Linked DNA regions of Mus musculus: region 1 is linked to region 2. The links are chromatin contacts, called in public Micro-C maps. All regions are on one chromosome and are shown on one strand. Each heading gives the region's core, a stretch centred on a gene start, on an enhancer-like site or on the middle of the called end of the contact. The rest is flanking DNA. Distances are from core to core; before and after follow the strand shown.

The links. A called contact is a pair of places that touch in the nucleus more often than the background predicts.
Region 1: a contact with region 2 is called in a Micro-C map of trophoblast stem cells, with 3 times the contacts expected there. The contact joins two enhancer-like sites. A contact is called at or near these places in 1 of 15 datasets of contacts at CTCF or cohesin (pro-B cells), 21 of 484 Hi-C or Micro-C datasets (the C2C12 cell line, the HPC-7 cell line, LSK cells and 15 more), 9 of 115 datasets of contacts at active chromatin or transcription factors (the NIH/3T3 cell line, bone marrow-derived macrophages, embryonic limb bud and 5 more) and 1 of 9 other capture datasets (embryonic stem cells).

The regions. Positions count from the first base shown.
Region 1 is chr8:25,427,735-25,430,808 of GRCm38.p6, forward strand. All of the region lies in intron 1 of Gm30978 (a long non-coding RNA gene), which reads right to left. Among named protein-coding and RNA genes, the nearest start is that of Gm30978, 25 kb to the right of the region's middle. Within about 2 kb of position 1,352, at least 31 of the 459 cell types and tissues checked have an H3K27ac peak or open chromatin away from gene starts, as enhancers often do. A contact at or near this core is called in the N1E-115 cell line and trophoblast stem cells, where this site is marked.
Region 2 is chr8:25,273,677-25,276,495 of GRCm38.p6, forward strand. It overlaps Gm39145 (a long non-coding RNA gene), which reads left to right. Exons shown (of 3, transcript XR_001778746.1): 2 at 765-907. Among named protein-coding and RNA genes, the nearest start is that of Gm39145, 4.0 kb to the left of the region's middle. Within about 2 kb of position 1,570, at least 244 of the 459 cell types and tissues checked have an H3K27ac peak or open chromatin away from gene starts, as enhancers often do. A contact at or near this core is called in the N1E-115 cell line and trophoblast stem cells, where this site is marked.

The sequences.
Region 1 (3,074 bases), core at 102-2,601, 150 kb after region 2:
CCCGGGGCTGCAATGTTTATCTTCCCTGCCCAGCAGTTGGACAGATGGCTGGCATCTAACTCCGCAAGCACAAAGCAGGAAAGCAACTGTACCTGGATCCCCAGGTCATGGGAACAAGAGCACACAGTTGCACTCAGCCCCAGAAAGGGCAACATTTGGGTAGAGGTTAATGTAAAACCAACACTTCTCCTTCAGCTTGTTCCTCTGTCATACCATGAGCAAGCTCATGCACGAGCACGTACCACACACATACACACACAATATATCACAATATATATACATACCATATATACACATACCATACCATACCACACCACACACCCTTTATATATATATATACACACAATATACATATATATATGTATATATACATATACACCATATATATACATACCATACAACATACCACACACACACACTATATATACATACCATATATACACATACCATACCACATCCACTACACTATATATATATATATATATATATATATATATATATATATATACCATATATACACATACCATACCACACTACACACACATTATATATACATATCATATATACACATACCATACCACACATATTATATATACACACAATATATGCACATATCATACCACACCACACATCACACACACACAGAAGAAAGGAAAGCACAAGAATCTGGGATAAGGGACACAGGAGCAACTGAGGCTGGTGACCCCTAACCCTCAAGGTGCAATTTCAGAGCCTCAGGCAGAATGAACCCTATCCCTGTCACCCACCAGCCTAAAAATTCTCATTTTGAGTCTTCCTTTGAGAAATAAATACCGAGCAGACAGGGTTCATCTGGAGCATGTACAGTGGGGCCCCTCCTAGGCTTAATGTCCTTCCATCCCTTTTATTAATTGGTTCACAAGAAATGACTGTACTGGCCAGGGTAAATTACGTGACTGGTTCTGTGGGTCAAAGACAGCTGGGTTCATGAGAACCAAGATGAAAGAAGAACAGGATTTCCTTTAAGGACAAGGGCCAGGGAGGGCTGGTAAGGGCCAGTGGGACTGCCCAAGGACACTCAGGCCCACGCACAGAAGAGGCCAAAGCTAGCAGCAGCTCAGGGGACAACTATCTGCGGCTGGGCCAAACTGCTTCCTGCTCTTCCCTTATTGGCCTTTTCCACATCATTAGACTGAGGGTAACTAATACCTGAGAACTTTCTGGCCTACTGTGTCCCACAGAAACTCATCCTTTCACTCCAATGGTTCCACCCCACCCCACCCCACCCCACCCCCATGCCCTGGCCTTGGCCCTCTGGCTACAAATCTTCCACAGCTGCTGAAATGTGACCAGTGGTGACTCACAGGAAATTGGACCTGGGAGCCCCAGGTGACCAGGCTGAGCCCCTCCAAAGGGCATTCACTGGAAAGGCCTGAGAGAGCAGCAGACTCACAGGAAACTTCGTTCTCAGCTGAGACCCTCTTCCTCCTGAGGAAATGCCAGTCCTGTTGAGATGGTGCAAAAATAAAGCCTTTTTCAAGACAGGGCCGCTGCATCCCAATGTCAAAGCCAAGCCAAGGCAAATCGGGGGGAGGAGGAGAGAGAGGCCCAGGCACAACCATTCAGTATGGCCCCTAGGGAACCCTCCTGTCAGGACCCAGCACGACAGATCTACCAATAATGTTTAATTCCTTGAGGGCCTTTTGGCTTTGAGGAGATCCTTAGGAATGGCCATTCTATGAACTTTAAAAAGGTGCATGTTTGGATAATGAAGGAGAGGAGGGAAGGAGGAAGGGAGGGAGGCAGACAGGGTTCAAGGGACAGTGGGGATGATAACTGTCCCACAGGAGTTCCTGAGCCGACATAAGGAGCAGTCAGACAAGCAGCCTGGATAATCAGAGGCTGTATTTGGGGGCTACAGAGCCTACCGCAGGCACTCAGAGAGGTCCTGAGCTAGTATTTGTTGAGTTTTGTTTCTGTGTTCTTTCACATCACTGCCCCTGGCTGTCTTAGTCCCTGTATCCTTCTCACTTTCTCTTAAAAGAGCACCCTTCCCCTCCTGTAGGAGAATGGTAGGAGCATATAATGGCTCTGTTGCACTATCAGGGTCTGTATCCCTGCTGACATCAGCCCCGCTGGGCCCTCTGTACCCCGGAAGGCTGGACTGAAACGTTGCCATAGGAGGGGAAGGTGGGGGTGGGGGGGTGTCTTGGGCACTTAATGGATACTCAGTCTCCGTGGCCTGAACAGGACCTCATTAACCAGGGCTGCTAGAGATTAGACATCACTGTGAGTCGGGGCTGCACGCAGGAGGACTCAGCATCACAGCGAGGCTCCACCGTTGCTTGTAGTCAGCAGTTTCCCTCATATTTCAGAATTTATGGCTCAGTGCAGTTTCCCCTCATCAGCTTTAGCTGCCCAAATCCAGCAGCAGCAGGTTCCTCCTGCCCCTATGCCCCCTTTATATCTACAGACTGGTGCGCACACGCACACACACACACACACACACACACACACACACACACACGCACGCGCGCGTCTCCAGGCCTGCACAAGAGTGACTTGGCGCTCCTGCTCCCACGGTAGAGTGGTGCACAGAGGCTCATGAGGGAGGCGACTCCCGGTGGATAGGCTAGGTACATGAATACAGAGGGGAGCAGAGAGGACAGCCAGACCTTATCTACCCCCATTGTCTCCCTGCCTGGGTCCTAAAGGTGTAGAAGCAGCAACATTTTGCTAGGAACTCTGGGACCAAAGTGGCCTCAAATGTCCCAGAATTCCTGGGTAGGTGGTAGCAAGGATAAAACACCCTCCTCCTTCTCACACCTGATGCTGAAGCCGGAAGCTGACTCTCAGCATCCTCCACAGTTCCCTTCATCGGCCTTCCCCCTCCTAAGAATCGCCTTTGGCAATGACTGTAAGTGCAGGCAAACAAAGCAGGAGCCCCTCAGACACCTCACAATGCCCCTTAAACAGAGGAAGCTTATCTCAGAGCCAGAAGGAGAAAGGCCACAGGGGGTGCACCGTGAGATAAGGGTCATTTTACTCACTCACCCCAATGAACAGTTAGCATTTTGTGCTGCCCCACAGTTACC
Region 2 (2,819 bases), core at 320-2,819:
CTTCAGACACACCAGACGAGTGCATTGGATTACATTACAGATGGTTGTGAGCCACCATGTGGTTGCTGGGAATTGAACTCTGGACTTTGGAAGAGCAGCAGTCAGTGAGTGCTCTTAACCTCTGAGCCATCTCTCCAGCCCTATAAAACAGTTCTTTTGTGTTTTTGTTGTTTGCTTGTTTGTTTTTCCTAAGAATTGAACCTGGGCCTCATTTATGCTACATATATACTAATTTAAGCTACATCCCTTAATGTCCTCAGCTTTAGTGTTCTGTAACCATCTGGCTCTTGGGGGGCTGTTTGGTTGTTTGGTTGGTTTTGGTTTGGCTTTAGTTTTGGTTTTAGTTTTTCGAGACAGAGTTTCTCTGTGTAGTACTGGAACCTACTTTGTAGACCAGGCTAGCCTCAAGCTCAGACATCTTGCCTCTGCCTCCCCAGTGCCTGGACCAAACGTCTGCATAGACCACCATTACCCAGTTCCAGATGGCCGAGAAGATAAAGGATTGACGTGTTTCAAGTATTCGACCGGTTACAAATTGTTTCAAAACGTTCCTCATTCTGTGTACGTGGCTGCAGATACTCCTTTAACCCCTGGGCATCTGCGGAGCGTGAACAGGGAGGATGGCCAGAACTCCAGGACATCACCCTTTGTTCAGCCCACTGCATAGATGTTATCTGAGAAGGAGCCCTGGGTGCATTAATCTGTTTGTCCTCTTACCCAAGCGCGTCAGCCATGTGACCCTGTGTTTGTCTCAACTTTGGCAGACCACAACCCACAACAGTGACGCATGCGGATGAGGTGGTAGAGAAGCATCTGCCTGGAGTCTGAACAAGATGAGTAAACACCGATGCCTGTGAGCCTCCGAATCCCACGGCCCAGGGTGTGGCCTCTATGGCCTTGGCCAAAGGTAACTCAGTAAGGTCAGCCTCTCCTCTCGCCAAGGACTTCTTTGCTGCCAGACCTTCCGAGCCTACTCAGAACACCTGAGAATGATGCCCACCTCCCCACCCCCAATTGTCTGTATCCTGTGGCTTTCTGTGTGGTTTAAAACAGTCAGCCCACCCTGTATCTCATTAGGGTTTGTTTTGAAGCAGGATCTCAAACTAGAGACCCTTCTGGCTCCCAGCACGAGGTGTCAGGACCACAGGCAGGAGCTACTGTAGACGTGCCAGTGTGTATTATGCACCGCTCGCTCCTACCTTTCTTTACCCGCCACACTTTCTGCCATATTCACAGGGTGTTAGGAGCCTTTTGGCAATGATCAGACACTCGTGACCATAACATTTCAGGGCTGCAAATGACCCAGGCCTTTGTGCTTGCTCACTGCCTACTCCCTCGAGAGGTCCCGAGGACCACTGATGCAGAGGTGCCTCATTAGTCACTGGGAGCCAGTAGACCAGCTGGAACTGAAAACAGACTCTTCCAAGAAAAGCCTGGGTTTTCCCCTTAGGCGTGCTGGGGTGCAGAGGAGGCCCACAGGACCTAGCGACCGCCTTAGCATTCCAGCCCGCTGGACAGGCACGCATTTCTTCCTCAAGAGGGCGCCGGCTGCCTGCGTCTAAGCTGTTGGCAAATGGATTCAGAGGACGGGAGTGACCTCTGGCCCAAGCACAGGGTTTCAAAAGCACCGGGGACATTCCAGCCACATCAAGATTGGGATACCAGTTCCGTAGATCCCATAAGTTCCGTGTTTCTGGACAGTTGAGGACTCTTTGCTTTAGCATCTTTCAGGAAGTTGAGACCTTTTCAGCCTCTGCGCGGTCGGCGTTTTGGACTTAGATGAGGAGGGGATCCTTTTCGGAGGAGCACAGCAGCCTCGCCCTGCACCCCGACAAGGACGTGCCAGGGCTCACCCCGCCTCTCCTTCAACGCTAGGATGGGTGGAGATCCGTCGTCCAGTGATGTAAGGGAGACTCTTGTGGCCCTCAAAAACTCGGAAACCAAGCTGGAAGGCTATTTCTGAGCATACCCCAGACCCAAGACAGAATTCGTGAATGTTCTACACAGGATATCACGATTTCTGTCCTGTAAACTTTTCTTCCAGGGAATTTTTTTTTCTCTTATTTGTTTTATCATCTCCAAATGGTGATCGTTTGAGAATTATGTGGTGTTTATCCTCCTGGCTATAAACTCTAAACCAGTGCAGGGGCTCCACCCCCCACTCCACCCCCCCCAGCCTGCATAGTTCCTATTTCTCAGGAGCCATTTATCTCCCTTTTATTGTTGTTTTCTTCATTGGCTTCCCCCTCAGCCAGACAGGCTTAATAACTGGCAGTCATCACGTACAGCAGAGTGGTGGCAGCCACCCCCGCAAAGGGGACCCAGTCGTTTCCCAGAGCCAGAATGCTCTGTAGCCACGGCCTCTATTGTTTTCTTAGCAGACTCCGGTTTTGTTTCTTGGCTCTCCTTGAATGAAGAAACTCTTAAAACATCATGTGTCTGCCTTGCTTTGTGTAGGAAAGCGCCGTAAACAGGAAGTCTACACACACACACACCCCTCCCAAAATAAAAGTGACCAGGCAATTAGGGCTTCTAGCATGACTTAACCCCCACTGCCCAGGCACCTTGGGGGGAAAGCTGGACTCCATTAATCAGGCCAAAGCACAGCTACAGGGAGGCCTGCCGGCAGCCAGAGAGGAGAGTGGGTGCCAAAGATCTGCCAAGAGAGGAAGAACAATATGGCCCACAGGCCTGCGTGAAAACCATCTCAGCCAAGTTGCAAAGAACGCATGACAATCTTTTGCATTGTCCTAGAGTGGCCTGAGAGGCCTCACTGGGAGCAGAGAGCTCAGTTGCCTAGCATTCCAGCCCTGGCACTT